Regions from separate parts of the Mus musculus genome. Here region 2 is linked to region 1. A link is a contact called in public HiChIP or PLAC-seq data. All regions are on one chromosome and are shown on one strand. The core of a region is the stretch at or near the end of the contact, and the rest is flanking DNA. Distances in the headings are between cores, read along the strand shown.

What was found. HiChIP or PLAC-seq counts read pairs in DNA pulled down with a chosen protein or histone mark.
Region 2: an H3K27ac HiChIP or PLAC-seq map of microglia shows a contact between it and region 1, with 4 times the contacts expected there. The contact joins the promoter of Chchd7 here to the enhancer-like site in region 1. A contact is called at or near these places in 1 of 39 promoter capture datasets (pre-B cells), 2 of 115 datasets of contacts at active chromatin or transcription factors (intestinal villus epithelium and microglia) and 3 of 9 other capture datasets (adipose tissue, liver and pancreatic islet).

The regions. Positions count from the first base shown.
Region 1 is chr4:3,778,409-3,782,663 of GRCm38.p6, forward strand. It overlaps Lyn (LYN proto-oncogene, Src family tyrosine kinase), which reads left to right. Exons shown (of 13, transcript NM_001111096.1): 11 at 2,505-2,658. Among named protein-coding and RNA genes, the nearest start is that of Gm22781, 16 kb to the right of the region's middle. Within about 2 kb of position 2,638, at least 12 of the 459 cell types and tissues checked have an H3K27ac peak or open chromatin away from gene starts, as enhancers often do. A contact at or near this core is called in intestinal villus epithelium and microglia, where this site is marked.
Region 2 is chr4:3,936,671-3,940,706 of GRCm38.p6, forward strand. Chchd7 (coiled-coil-helix-coiled-coil-helix domain containing 7) reads left to right here and starts at 2,218. Exons shown (of 5, transcript NM_181391.4): 1 at 2,218-2,461; 2 at 2,709-2,856. Plag1 (pleiomorphic adenoma gene 1) reads right to left here and starts at 1,735. Exons shown (of 6, transcript NM_019969.3): 1 at 1,544-1,735.

The sequences.
Region 1 (4,255 bases), core at 1,388-3,887:
GGGTCTATATAATTATTAGACTGTTAGCTAGGTGTGACCAGCATTTCAAAAAGGCAATAACTAAGGAGGACTGGAAACGGGCTCAGAGACCATCAGTAATGACCACACAGTTGTTTGTATCCCGCTGGGGCTCTAGAACCTGCCTCTGGCTCATTTCAGCAAGGGATCTCTCTGTCTCCTTAAGCCAAACATTCCATCCAGTTGTGTAACAACTGCTTGGCCCATTCTTCTGCTTAGTCCCAGCACGCTCTGCACTCTTCCACTTTCTTTGGCTTTAGTAAGTTTGCCTAAGGTTGGTGTGTCAGCGCAGTAAGAATAACTGAGGCATGATATATAAAATAAATAAATAAATCTTAAAACAAAAACAAAACCTTAGCTCATTTTACTGAGGGAGATTAGTAACAGCAGCAAAGTTGCACTAGATAAAAGTGAAATAGAAAAGATATACAGTGCGGCCTTTGTCTTAGAGGTGTTTATTATCTGGTTGCCGTGACAACAGTAAGCACCTGAACAGAATAAAAACAAAGGTAAAGCTACAACCCTTAGCTGCCAGTAGTGTTTGTGCAAAACAACACTGTAGAACAGGAGAAAGGTTCAGGGTGGGACTTGGTTGACTCTGGAAGGGGACCCAGGATGAGGCCTGGAAGGAAAGGAAGTGCTAAAGAGCTGCTCCTTTGCTGAGCAGTAGAGGGCAAGGGACTTGAGTGGGCTTCACAGCATGATGTAATGAGGCTGCTGCTCACAGTGATGGAGGAGTCTGGTCCTTCCAGATGAGCTGCTGCAGTTTAAGGCAGAATCTGGGGGGCAATGGACTCTATTAGAAGTAATCCTAATTGGAAGTGACTTCTAACTCTCTTAAACACACACACACAAACATACAGACAAGCACACACAAACACACACACACACACCATAAGCCTGCACACAAGCAAACACACGTAAACACACACACAAGCACACACAAACACACATCACAAACATGCACACAAACAAGCAAACACAAACACACACCACAAACATGCACACACACAAGCACACACAAACACGCACCACAAACATGCACATAAACAAACACAAATAAACACATACAAGCACACATGCACACACACCTTCATTCCTTATCCTTGACTGTAATTTGGTGGAACAATCCTCTAATTTATTTTAGAGCTCTGCCACACTTCCTGCCAGCACTAAGTGGCACCTTCTTCTCTCGAGGTCATTGTCTATTGGAATCCTTCATTCTGCCTCATGCCCTTGCTTTGTTGTCAGAGTATATTCAGTTCATCTTGAGGGACTGTGCTCAGAGGCTCTGGAGAGCTGGACCTACAGCTCTTCCTTAGCAAGATCTTGATAGAGTGAGTCTTACTAACAAGCACAGCCCTCATGTCCTGGTGCCTTATAATGAACTTGTATTATTAAAAATTCAATTTCTTCACTTCTTTTGTCTTAGTTCTGGTTTCTACCACAAATCATCATGGACTGCATGGCTCACACAACAGGCATTTACTTCTCAGAGTTCTAGGGATGTCCGGGAGGAAGTGCCAGCACATTCAGTTCCTGGCTCAGGCATGCACACATGCATGCACACATGCATGCACACACACACATTCTCCCTTAACAGCTATGGCTACCCAAGGTGGAAGGGACCAGGAAGCTCTCTGTGGTCTCTTGTGTAAGGACACCAAGTCTTCCATGATGCCCTGACTTATTACTTTACAACTGCCAACACATAAGGATCATATTGAGGGTCAGGGTATCAATATATGAATTTGGGGGCTACAACATCCAGAGAATAGCATATATTTCCTCACTTAAGAATCTAAGATTATGCCGGGCAGTGGTGGCGCATGCCTTTAATCTCAGCACTTGGGAGGCAGAGGCAGGTGGATGTCTGAGTTCAAGGCTAGCCTGGTCTACAAAGTGAGTTCCAGGACAGCCAGGGCTATACAGAGAAACCCTGTCTCGAAAAACTGAAAGAAAGGAAAAAAAAAAAAAAAAAAAAAAAAAAAAAAAAAAAAAACCAAACCAAAACCCATTACCATGGGGCTAAAAAGATAGCTCAGTAGTTAAGACCACAAACTGCTGTTAGAGAGGGCCCAAGTTCAGTTCCCCGTTCTCATGTTGGGCTGCTCTCAACTGCCTGCAACTCCAGCTCCAGGGGATCTGATGCCCCCTTCTGGCTTCTATGAGCAACTACATGCAATGTTTACACTGTCACACAAAAGATGCACAAACACACACATACACATATGAACACACACAGAGACATACAGATAATAAAACCTTCTTTGAAGTTATCATCATTGTAGATGTTAGGGACAGATTTTAGAAAGGATTCTAAGGGTGACTTTAGCACTATCTTAAAAATGTGAACAACAGGAATAATAATACACATGAAAGAATCTCAAAAGCTCAAGTTCTGTGTTTGTGTTTGTTTTGTTTTTCTTGATGGCCAACCATGACAGCCTATCTAGAATACAAGCCTGAGCCCCTTCTATTTGCAGATTGCAGAAGGCATGGCGTACATCGAGCGGAAGAACTACATCCACCGTGATCTGCGAGCTGCTAACGTCCTGGTCTCTGAGTCACTCATGTGCAAGATTGCAGACTTTGGCCTCGCGAGAGTCATCGAAGATAACGAGTACACAGCAAGGGAAGGTATGTGTGCTGGGCCACAGAGGCCATCTCACTGCAGGCTTGTGCTCTGCTTTCCACACTTTGACCCCCGTGCCTGATGCCCTCCTGTTTCTCCACCCCCAATTCCACCAAGTGTTCTCTCTGTTCCCACAGTCCTCACGTCTACCTTCAAGACAGGGGGTTGCTGTGTAACAAGATTCATAAACAGTAGCAACTATTTTCTTCTTCGCTGTTTCTTAGATAAGGGGTTGTTTTACTCTTTGGTACTGGGGATCAATGGACTAGGGCCTCGTGCTTGCAAGGGAAGAGCTCAACCACTGAGTGGTAGCACGGTCTTGCTGTGTAACCCAGGCTGGCCTCAAACTCTAAATCCTGCTGCCTTAGCTTCCCAAGTGCTGGGATTACACAGGTGTGTACATCCAGCCTCGTATTTCAATTCGTCAAACTAAAACAAAACTGAATTGGCAAAATTAAGATTCTTTTTTTTTTTTTTAGCCTGTCAGGTAGATTTTTTCTCTCAATAATAAAGTATGTGTGCTTCCCTGAACTGCAGAGACGTTTGTTACACTCATTCAATGCTGCAGACCACTGATGACAGACCTCAGCTGTTCTGCAGCTCTAGAGATCACTCTGTAAGGGGCTGAGTCTGGATCCGCACCAGAGAATCCGGCTTCTAAGTACATGAGCAAGAACCGAGTCCACTGGTTTGTTGATACCAGCAAGCAGTGAGTCTTTGAAAAATACCAGAAAGGTACAAAGATCATAAGGAACATGTTAGGATTGAACCAAATAGAAAGTGGTAACATGGAGATGCTCTCAGTCTCTGCATCTCTGTCCTCCCATCATGCAGCACTGCTCCAGACTGTCTGGCAATAGTCCAGGAATCAGTGATACGCTCCAGCACACAACAGGTGTACACAACTGTCTTTATTGCTCTTGTAGGGACTTCCAGTTTTAGTAAGGCACTTCAAAAGAAAACTCATGCAAAGACATAGTAAAGGTAATGTCTTCAAGCAATGGCTATGAACCCTTAGCAGTTCCATGAATGATCAAGTTACAGTCTGTGCCAAGTCTTGCTTTCCTTTAAGGAAATTATATATAATTCTGGCTGTGGATATAGTTCAGTGGTCAAATGTGTACTTAGCATTCATCCCCAGCACTAGAAGTTAAGTAGGCAAATTTAAATGAAATATAAGATGTATCCATGGAAACTTAGAATGGGCCCATTAAGGAAAAACCTGAACTGTTTTATAGAGGTTTGGTTTGACATTTTCATAGGTTTGTTTGGTTTGGGTTTTTGAGATGTGATCCTGCATTGCTTTCCAGGTTAGCTTTAAATTCCTTTTTTTTTTTTTTTTTTTTTTTTTTTTTTTGGTGTTTTGAGACAGGGTTTCTCTGTATAGCCCTGGCTTTCCTGGAACTCATTTTGTAGACCAGGCTGGCTTCGAACTTAGAAATCTGCCTGCCTCTGCCTCCCGAGTGCTGACTGCTGAGATTAAAGGTGTGTGCCACCATGCCCAGCTCTAACTTTAAATTTCTTGTACCAAGAGATGCTCCATCCCTCCGCTGAGAATACAGGTGCATGTCAGCATGCTAAACTCTAGATAAAAATTTCAAC
Region 2 (4,036 bases), core at 968-3,467, 160 kb after region 1:
AGCAGCACTTTCCCACTAACATCAATGTGATGCAAGAGGCACCATCCTTTTATATACATAAAACCAGAAAACTTCAGTCCAACATTCCTTAGTGAGGGCGAACAGGTGAAGCAAACGAGCCAGGAAGGGAGAAACCAAACAACTCCCCACCCCTCCCCAGAAGGTTCGCCAGTCTTGCCCTCCAGTCTCTCTGGGCAACAGCACCTTTCCACCCCTCCTCTGGAGAGCCCAGCTTAAAGAAAGGAGGGAGCCACTAACAAAACCCGAGGCATAAATGCGACGAAAATGCAATCTAAAGCCGGAAAGGTTTATTCTTCCAATCACACATATTAACTCTATTAAGAAAATGGCATCACTTTTTTTCCTACCCCAAAAAGCAACCTCCTCACAGATCATTAAAAGGGAGTTATAAAATAGCAAATATAGTGTTTATCTTATCTCAGATCAGTCCACATTACCAATAAGTTTAGTAGTTTCTGCACTACCACCTCCCCCTCCCTCCCCCTGCTTCTCTTGCATTGGATTTTCACGTTTTCTCATTGTCGGTGGAGTTATAAAAGGCTTTTGCCCTTCGAAAGTTTTAAAAAATAAATAAATATTAACTCCTTGGTCCCTGCAAAGTCCAAATGGACTTCAGGGGAAAGGCGGTTCACACTTTTACCTTTGGCGAGAAAGGGGGGCGCATCCCGGATTTTTAGGGATTTTTTGCGATTTTTTAACAATTTTTATTTGGTTATATGCCTGAGTTCTCCCTCCATTTTGGTTGTTTATGATACTGACAACAAGCTGTCCCTGCTCCGTCCCGATCTCCTGCTTTCATTTAGCACCCCCTCCCCCTACGCCCCCGTCGCCACCCGGCTGGGTCCGGCGCCCCGCGGACCCCGCACCCCGACTCGGCTCTCCCACCTGGGCAGGAGGGCAAAAACAAATGCATTTCTCCAGAAAAGAAAAACCTCTTCGGAAAAGGGGGCAAAGTTACCCCAAGTCACTCCCAGTACCCCCCAAATATTGCCGACCGCGGGTCTCCGCCAGGCCCTCTGGGAAGCGACCTTCCCCCGGGATGTTTTGGTGGAAAACGCGGAGAGTTTCCTCTCAAAACCGAATTTATATTAATTTTTCCCTTATTTTTCGGGTCTCTAATGTCTTCCGCTCTCTCTGCTGCCGCTGCCGCTGTCACAATATTCACAGCACCAGAGAGGAGGAGGAGGAGGAGGAGGAAAACTTTTCAAACTTTCCAGACCCTGAATAAAAGGGTTTTTTTTTTCCCACCGACCTCACCTTCGGGTCCCCAGTCGCGTCGCCCCCTGCCCTGTCAGCAGCGACCTCGGGAGTCCTTGCAGCCCCGCCGCACGATTTTATTTGATTTTTTATTATTATTTTTCTCTCTGGGGTCCTGAGCAGGGGCTGGGAGTAGCACAAACTTTTCCTCCTCCTGCCGCCGCCGCGGCTCCTCTGCCCCCTCGGCTAGTCCCATAATTTAAATAACCCTGATATTCCTCCCGCTAAACGCCTCCCCGCCGCCCCGGACCCCCGGAGAACTCACCGCGGAGCTTTAACATCCTCCCTCCGGCCCGTCCGCCGCCTTTACACCGCCCGCGGAATTTCTAATAATTTTTTTCTCATATTTCGGGCTGGACGCGGCGGGCCTGGAAATTGTTTCCTTACGCCTCTTTCCAGCAGCCATTGTAGTGTATGCGCTGCCCCTGCAGCTCAACTTGCAGCTGCCGCCGCCGCCGCCGCCGCCGCCGCAGCCGCCGACGTCGCGCCCACCGCCGCCTCCTACCCCCCCCCACCCCCCCCCCCGCCCGCTCGGCCGCCGCCCCCGCCCCCGCCCCGCGCCCGCCCGCCGGCCCGCCCTGGCCCCCGCCCGCCGAGGTGCCCGCCCTCCTCACGCTCCGCCCAGGGCCTGGCCAGTCCGAGCGGCCGCCGCCGGGTCCAGATGAGCTCATTGGTTGACGTGGCTGCCCATCAGGCCGAAGTGGTAAGAGCGATGCTGAAGGGCGGGGGGCGCGGTGGGGCGGGGAGAAGGCGGGGTCTCACGCCGTCCCACCCGCTCCTCCTGCTTGAGCCCTCCTCCCGCTGCCCGGGGGCGGAGCGAACTGAGCCCGCCCCAACCTCACAGAGTTCCGCGCGCCTGTCAATCTGGCAGCGGCGTGCGTGGATTGGACAAGCTGGAACGGGGGGCGCGGGGGCAGCACGTTGGGGTGCGCGCTACTTAAGGTCCTGCTGCGTGAGCCACTGACGTGTTTGGAACTGCAGCCGGCCCGGGTGCTGGCTGAGTGGTGGCCTGTGGTGAGTGGTCTCCGGCCCCTCCCTCCCTGGACAGCAGGCCCGGGACAGCACTGCGCCGAGGGCAGACCCTAGTTCGTGGCGCCAAACCCTCCGCGGCGCGGCATGCTCCTGCCGCTACTCACGCCACGCGATTCGTCCGGCCGGGGCAGCGGAAGGTGACCCCATGCAGGTCTGGGCACCCCGGATTGTGTCACTCCCCTCCTTGCCCTCCCCAGGTCCCCGCTCTACGCCGCCCCCTTCCTTCCCAGCCCCTTTTGTGGTGTTTACCTGTGCCCGCCCTCCACCGTCCGATTCTGCGGCGCGGCACCTCGGAAGGCGGTGCGGTCCGGGAGTTACATTCTTGGAGATTCGTCTCCGACCTCTCAGATCCCTGTGATGTGTACTTTGACATTTTGTCCCTGGTACTCTGTACCCAGGTTTATGGTGTGCTGTATTTCTGTTTCCGGATTTAACACTCACAGACCAGACTCTGAGAAGCCTGGGGGGCCTGGACTTGTTCAGTAACGTGCCCTTCCCCCACTGCGGATCAAAGCTGCGAAGAGTGGGAAATCAGGAACTTTTTTGGTAAGCAGTTTGCCCTTTAGAGTAGATTTTAGCACTATTTCTCAGATGTGCTGTAGGTTTGCAGTCTTCCCTCAGGCTGGTTTTCTTTCTGAATGTCATCTTGGAAGTAGTACAGTGTTGTAACAGTTGTTCACTCCTGCACCTTCAAAAAGTAAACAGATAAGGCCTCTTTAGCAGGGCACTCCATCTTGTCCTTCAGCCACACTCCTCCATGTAAATTGACATTTCCTCTTCCTTTTCTGTTAACACAGGAATTCATACGAAGGAGGTGACATTAGGAAAACCATGTTTATAGTGCATTTAGTATCCAGAATAAAAAGCAGTAAAACGGGAATAGCCTGAAGCAGCAAATTTGATGCCTGTTTTGTGTGGATACTTTTTAAAAGAATTTCTGGCTGATGATAATGAAACAACAGAATCTCATGATCAGGACGCAGTGTGAATTGTGTTCGTATCAGATTGTCGAGATTATTATATGCATGAACGATCAAGCGGAGCTCTGTGGGAGACATGAAGAGAAGACTGTAGATTTTCTTAGTTCTGGTATTCTCTCAGGAAGAGGCAGTCTTGTAAACTATCTTCCGAAGAGGAAAGGCTTCTAGAGATAGTTGGACTTTGTACTGAGTGCCCTTCCTGTCAAGACGCTTCTACTGGCTGGGTATTTTCAATGAAGTTCATGGCATAAATGATTATTTGGTGATTACTGAAAGTTAAAGGACTCAGAGTAATCAGATTCTATCTCCGGGAAAAGTTGGGCTCCTTTAGCTTAGACATCCCGATCTTTACCAGAATGGAAGAAGTTGGACTGGATGGCCATTGATTCAGAATATGTTCACTTCTTAAGAGTTTATGGGCTTGAATTACTTTTCTGGAATATACATTATTTTGTTTAACATTGTTTTTGGTGACATTTCATACAAAACGTTGGACTTCTCTGAAAAGGCCCATGCATGTTTGTTTTGTTCTGTTTTTTAATTCAGTAGAGTTGTGTACTTCATACTGCCTTATTTCTCTGGCATCTGCTTTGATTTTTCGGTAGAAAAGTGATTAAACTAGAGTAGCATTTGGGTGTGTAAGCCAGATCAGCCCCTTAAGCTAAGTAGAGGACGTTTTTTCAAAGATGGTGGGTGGCTCATCAATACCTTATCGATATATTGAGATAAATGAAGCCCTTTCTCAA